2 separate regions of the Ovis aries genome follow, and region 1 is linked to region 2. A link is a contact called in public Hi-C data. All regions are on one chromosome and are shown on one strand. Each heading gives the region's core, a stretch centred on a gene start, on an enhancer-like site or on the middle of the called end of the contact. The rest is flanking DNA. Distances are from core to core; before and after follow the strand shown.

Region 1 (3,430 bases), core at 130-2,629, 73 kb before region 2:
AGGGTTTTATTTGCACCCTATTCCCTGAATACCCCGATAACACTATCTTCTGGGGCTGTGGTGAGGACTGAAAGTCACAGATAAAAAGAAGTTTATATAGGAAGCAGAACACAAAAGCTTGGCTATTACTCTTAACTGTATTCTAATAATGAACAAATGCTGTTTTTCTGATCAACTACAGAATAAAGAGCACCAATGAGATACCACTTGACAACCATTAGGATGGCTACTGACAAAATTAAAAAAAAACAGGAAACAAGTGTTGGCAAAGACATGGAGGAACAGGAGCCCCGTGCCCTGCTGTGGGGTGTGAGAGCCACTGTGTGCGACGCACAGTAGGGCCTCAAGACCTGAACGGAGTCCCCGTATGAGCTGGCAGTTCCGCTCCGAGCTACGTACCCACGAGACCCGAAAGGACTCAGACGGACACCTGCAGCCCCACGTGCAGTGACATCAGTCACCAGAGCCCAAAGCCAGAAACAACACAGTCCAGCAGCAGCAGCAGGACAGACGCGATCTGGCCGTGAAATCACACACACACGCATACTGGTCTCTGCCCCCAGGTTCCTGGCCAAAGGCTCCTGACCCTTTGGGGTGTCCTGACGAGGCCACTGGGAGCAGCCACGCCTTGGAGCGCCTGCAGTGCCACGACGCGATCACACCTGAGCAGAAATGCAAGCAATGCCAGGACCACCACTCCCTTCCAAAATTAGATAGGCCTTGCAATAATTCTTTAAATTCAAGAAACTGCTAAGCAACTACAGAAAACGTACAGAAGGGGATGCATTCCAAAGTGCCACACCAGTGCAAAGACACGGACAAATCACTCAGCATCACATGACTGGCAGAAGCACCCACGGTAAGAAGCTACACAGCCAGCGGCATACAGCAAGCTTCAAGCCCCCAAAAGGATGACGAACTACACCTTATACAAATGTGTAACGACAAAGTAAGAACTAACAGACGTGACAGGTTTCTCCTCACAGACGGTAAAGAACAGAGTGAGTCTGTTTTCAACTGCTGGTGTCACGATGGCAGGAGACGCCGGCCTGAGTGCGGAGCCCCTTCTCCAGCCCCCAGTGTGGCCAGGCTCTCACCCTCCGCCAGGGCTGGACCACTCCCAGCTGGGACTCCCAAGCCCGGCCCCGCCCCGGCCCCGCCCCGGCCCCGCCCCGGCCCCGGCCCGGCCCCGGCCCGGCCCCGCCCCGCCCCCGCCCCCGCCCCCGCCCCGGCCCGGCCCCGCCCCGGCCCCGCCCCGGCCCCGCCCCGGCCCCGCCCCGGCCCCGCCCCGGCCCCGCCCCGGCCGCCGACCACTCACCGCTGGGCTTGACCTCGCGCACGTAGTTGCTGGGGAACCAGCCGGTCCTGCCGTTGTGCGTGCCCTCCCACCAGCCCCCCTCCTCCACCCGCGTCACGTGGATGACGTCGCCTTTCGAGAAGGACAGCTCGTCCTCATTCGTCTGCTGGAAGTTAAACTTGGCTCTGACGACCAGCTGATTGTTGCTGTTGTCGGTCATGTCCTACAGGGGGAGAAGGGAGGGAGACATCATGAAGACAACACTCCGTCGCTGCGATCAGACCAGGTGCGACCCAGCACCGCAGCAGAGCCGCGGCACACGCGGGGCCGGCTGGAGACACGGGAGTCCCTGCCCCGACCGCCGCCCAGGCCCCGGCCCGGAGAAAACCCCGTTAACCGCCGGCAAGGCCTTACTCGGGCCACGTTAGCCCACAGAACACTCCACACACACGCACAAGCCCCTGCGCTCCACAGCCTCGGCGCGGGAGCCGGGCCCCGAGTCTCACCGTCCCCGTCCACAGTCAGGGTCCAGCAGGAACCCCGCAGACGCCCGGTCAACGAGCCTGGCCCCAGAACCACAGCCTACAACCCTCAGCCAGGACCACGGCGGCCTGACACAGATGTGAACAGGATCCCACGTCTTCCAGTACGCTCTCAAAAGTGTCTAAGAGCTAAGATGCCCCTTGTTCCACGAATAAACAAACTCGAGCTCGACTGAGAAGACAGATACCAACACTGAGGCGAAGCTCTCTCAAAACAGACGAATGAAACAGAAAATCTCAGAAATAGGGTAGAACTTACAAAACTTACTCAGACTGACATAGTGAAAAACAGAAAACTATGAGATCCCCGGGACCTGTGAGAAACGACAAAGATCTGACACTGGAACCACAGTCTTGTTAGAGAAAGGACACTGCTAAAAAGGAGTCTAAGAAGCACAGCTCAGCGTGTCCCAGATGTGCCGAAAGACTCAAGCACACGTCCAGAAGCTGAGTGAAGCCCAAACAGGAAACAAGATACCTGGGCCAATTCACGTCACACCTAAACTTGAGAAAACTGAAGACAGAGACTTTAGTATCTGGATAAAGACATCTGCAGAGACGCAAGAAGAGCACCTTTACTCAAGACGTTAATGTAAGACGCACCCCGCCAAAACAGGATTGACCGAGAGAAGATGAGGATGGAGGCAGTGGAGGGGTGGACTCGGGTCGCAGCCAGCCCACAGGCGCTGGTGCCGGAGGCCGAGGGGGCGTGTGAGCTCCCGGGGAAGAGGAAATCGGGACACCTTGAGCCGTCTGAAGGCCCAAGAGGAGCGTCTTTCGAAGAAGGCAGAGAGTAGACTGCCATCTGCCAAAGGCACACAGAATGCCGTCTGGGAAGGCCAGGCCCCACTGAGCCTGAGCCATGATGCTGCCGCACCACAGCCACCGCCGGCACAGGGGACGCGGGGGGGTGGGGGGGGGGGGGCTCGACGCCCCTCTCACTGCAGGGCAGCCACAGCCCAACACTGTGCTGTCGAACAACAGGCTTTACACAGGGCGTTTATCAGAGACACAGCCAAATACCTAAGGAACCTACAGAGACATTGAAAAGTGGCGTCTCTACTGATTTTCTCCTGTAGCAAGTCTCAGAGAACCACCCGACTCTACAGTAGGCGCGTGCATCGCTGAACAGGAGGAAAAAGACTGAGAGCGCAGACAGTGCTCAGGGCTCCAGGCGGAGGAGCTGACATGATGCCTCCGAGAGTTCACATGTATTTACCTATTTAAACATGCACTGGCTACTGTAAATCGTGTTTACTTAATAATTCAAATCAATGCATCCACCTTTATCTACTGAATTAGACCCTTAATGCAAACTTAATATTTAATACCTAAAGTATTCAATAAAGGGATCTCTTCTAAGCATCTGGAGGAACCCTGGACTGAGCACTGTCCCCTCAAGCTCAGGGGCACCTGAGAGGTGGAGGCTGGATGGGTCACAGCCCCGCAGGGAGGCCGCCCTTGCCCTGGTCAGACACAGCCGCCCACCGAGCCTCGGCTGCGAACCAGCGCCATCTCTCACCAACTGTCCACTCTGATCGCCACGACCTTCTCTTTTCTGCGATGTATCCTGGCTTTGCAGAGCCCGTCG
Region 2 (3,412 bases), core at 212-2,711:
TGATCTGTACACTCTTGTCCTTCTCGGAAGAGCTCAAGTTTCAAATGCGAATGTCAGTCATCAGCTGTGATCACGCCTGCCCAGGAGCTGCGGTTTTCCCTGCAAGGTGTCTCCAAGGAATTCTGAAAGCAAACAGGCGTGGAGACCCGTCAGGCCCACGGCTGCCCTGTCCAAGCTCTAGCACTTCCCCGTCAATGAGAGAAAACGAGCCCGACTGCCTCAGGCGGCAGAGAGCCCTGGACAGTCAGCAGGGGTGGAGCCAGAGGGCTGGCTGCCTTGCTGGGTGCTCAAGGCAGAGCCACAGGTGTGCTGTGGAGGTGGGCACCTGCCCACGGAGCTTCACCTGCACAGTAGGACGGTGAGGTCTACAGCAGCGCCCACCCCTCCACGACCGGTGAGCTTCCAGAGTGCTCAGAGGCTGCGTTGGCAAGATGTACCGAAGCTGGCCCCTTCCAGGGCTCCGTGCCCAGTTGCCTCAGTCATGTCTGACTCTTTGCCACCCCATGGACTGTACCCTGCCAGGCTCCTCTGTCCATGGGTTTCCCAGACAAGACTACTGGAGTGGGTTGCCATGCCCTTCTCCAGGGGATCTTCCCAACCCAGGCGTCAAACCCGCATCTCCTGCATTGGCGGGCGGGTTCTGTGCTACTGAGCCACCAGGGAGGCCCCAAAGGGGATTCGGGGTAGACAGACTGCAGGATGGCTTCCCAACAAACAGGCGAGGCCACACCAGGCGGGCTAGGTCTCTGCTGTGGTGAGTAGAGGCTAGCGACGCCACTACACCCCACGGCCCAGGGCAGCCCCACAACGGAGAACGTCCTGGCAGAAAACAGTCAAGAGACTCTGTCTTCAAAAGTTCAGAGGCTGAGAGATAATTTATACCAGAACTTGAAGCAAACAGCTCATTTGCAACACTTAAGCAAAGAAAATCCTCCTCGTTCAAAACGATCCCAAAGGACAAAAAGCTGTAGATCACCCAGTAGGTGCCCATCTTGCGGAGAGCTTGAGGGGCGAGGGGCCGTTTCCTAGCTGTTGGCTTGAGGACAGGAGTCAGATTCGTCGACCGACACTCTGTGAAACGCCTTGGGAAGAATGTGCGCTGATTAGTGTGGGGACGAAAGAATGTTCTTGAACGTTCTCACTCTTAGTCACATGGGCTGGCCTCTCACTTCCTACTGGCTCAGGACAGGAGGCAGAGCTGACAGGGACCAGGAAATGCTTCCAGGCAGACAGGGCCCTGCCCAGGTTTTTCTTCTTCCGGTTCCCACCAAAATCAGTCACCTCCAAGATGCCAGTATGATGGCTTTGGAGCCAGATTCTTACAGTGGAAAAAACCTTAAATCAGCTCTAAGGGTGGATTAGTAAACTTCCAAGTATGTTGGAATCGGGAATCATAGCTTTAATACAGATTGTGACTCAGTATTATGACTCACCCCTGATGGAGAAAGCATTCTTGTGGAACAGATTGTTGGAAGGAGTTCTGAGGCTGGGTGGGCCCTGTGGATCCGTGAATGAGGACCTCACACAGAATGGGGGGTGGCGACTGGGGGAGGGGTGCCCCTCTTCCCTGTCCCTCAGGAGGGGGACCTCAGGCTGCAGTGACCAGCCCAGGGCTCTCTGCAGAGCCACCCTGCAGGACACACCTCAAGACAAGGTTTCCAAGAGGGGCAGGAGGGAGCACCAGACCCAACAGCCCACCGAGGGTCGCATGACACGTGAGCGCTCCTGTGGCTGGAGGAGTTGGGCCTGACGCCCAAGGTCGTGGGCCCTGAGGTTTTACACAGAGAACAGCCGCCCGCCGACCGTGTCCTTATTTCTGCCTTGCCTCCTTTATTAGTTACCTAAGGCCGTCGTGATGAGATGGTCGGATGGCTTCACCAACTCAGTGGACACGACCTTGAGCAAAGTCCGGGAGGCAGTGAAGGACAGGGGGGCCTGGCTGCCGCAGGCCATGTGGCTGCAGAGAGTCAGACATGCCTGAGCAACAGCAGCAGCAAAGGCGGCCACAGCGAAGAACCAGAGCCCGGGTGACTTCACACGGCAGAGGTGTGTCCCCCGACAGGTCTGGAGCTCAGAAGTCCGAGATCACGGCGTGCTGCGCGCCCCTGCGGTCTTGGGGCAGGGCTCCTCCCGCTCCCCCAGCTCCCAGGCCCAGGCTTCCGAGGACGGAGGCCACGTCACCCTCGCTCGGCTGCTGGGAGCCAGTGTGAGGAATCCCGCCCGTGACAAGGTCATGAGGAAGGAAGCTGACATACACAAGGCGTGCTCAGACTTCAGGGACCCTCTGGAAATTCCTAAGCATGTACCCCAACAAAAATCTGCCGGCTTTTGTGCTCTGCTTTTTCACTCTTCTGATATTTTCTGGAAAAAGTCAATTCAGGGCTTTAGTCTTCTGCATTTAAAAGAGTGTTTCAATCCAAAAAACCCTCTGATGGCTTTCTAGCCTGCCTGCAGGACTCGTACAGCTGCGCGTGTGATTGTTTGAGGCCTCCTGACCGCAGGGGGCACAGGAAGCTTAAAACATCCTAGGAATGTAGGGGCTTCTAAAGAGTCAAAATCATTAGAATAGGACTGATTAAAAGTTTCATTTGTTGAGTCAATATTTGCTGCCAAATTTTCACATCCTTTAGTTGTAGATATAGTTAGAAAAACAAGAAGTAGACCTTGTGTTAGCAACATTAGATCTTTGAGTTAAGTACCCTCTTTGTTGTGTCCCACTGCACCTTTGTTCTATAGAGATGTAACTTTAATGTTAATGCTTTAAGGAGGTGTAGATTAAAGAAAAACACTTCAGGGGAAACAAGATTAACATTCATTAAGGAAGAGAGCCAAAAAGTGTTAACAAGCCTCTTGGCCAGAAGATAATGTAAATCACCTGAGACCTTTGTATACCAAATGATGTATAGAAAGAGCTTGAGCTGCGAACGCTACATAGTCTTGTGTTACCCATTGATCTCTGTGTTTTATCAAAAGTATAAAAGGCCTTCTGAACAATAAAGGATGGGGCCAGCTTCTTGGACCAGCTTCTCTAACTAGTCTCCGGCCTGGTTTCTTGACACTCGGGCTGAATTTCCACCTGGAGCGCGGAGGCTCTCCACGTCTGCACCCTTAGATATTCAAGCGGGCGCCGGTGGCCCAACGTAGATGGTGCAAATTCCTTGTCTGCACTATAATTTCTTAATCTAATCTTACTTTTAATAAAATAAACAAGTCTTTCCACGGGCTGGGACCCGCCCTCTGCGTCTGTGTGTCCTCCTCCTCTTACAGAGACACCAGCCGCCAGACTGAGGGCCCACCCCAGCCCAGGACCATCTCCTCTCAAGAGCCTCAGCGCAGACCCCATTTCGGACATTCTGAAGTTCGGGGTGGACGGGAAGCTGGGCACCAGCGTCCCCAACATCAGTGGCCTTCG

What was found. A called contact is a pair of places that touch in the nucleus more often than the background predicts.
Region 1: a contact with region 2 is called in a Hi-C map of mixed tissues, with 3 times the contacts expected there. The contact joins two enhancer-like sites. A contact is called at or near these places in 5 of 16 Hi-C or Micro-C datasets (liver, mixed tissues, muscle and 2 more).

Annotation. Positions count from the first base shown.
Region 1 is chr10:84,840,435-84,843,864 of ARS-UI_Ramb_v3.0, reverse strand. It overlaps ARHGEF7 (Rho guanine nucleotide exchange factor 7), which reads right to left. Exons shown (of 21, transcript XM_042255073.1): 5 at 1,319-1,520. Among named protein-coding and RNA genes, the nearest start is that of ARHGEF7, 49 kb to the right of the region's middle. Within about 2 kb of position 1,379, at least 8 of the 54 cell types and tissues checked have an H3K27ac peak or open chromatin away from gene starts, as enhancers often do. A contact at or near this core is called in tail adipose tissue, where this site is marked.
Region 2 is chr10:84,767,205-84,770,616 of ARS-UI_Ramb_v3.0, reverse strand. No RefSeq gene overlaps it. Among named protein-coding and RNA genes, the nearest start is that of ARHGEF7, 25 kb to the left of the region's middle. Within about 2 kb of position 1,461, at least 12 of the 54 cell types and tissues checked have an H3K27ac peak or open chromatin away from gene starts, as enhancers often do. A contact at or near this core is called in tail adipose tissue, where this site is marked.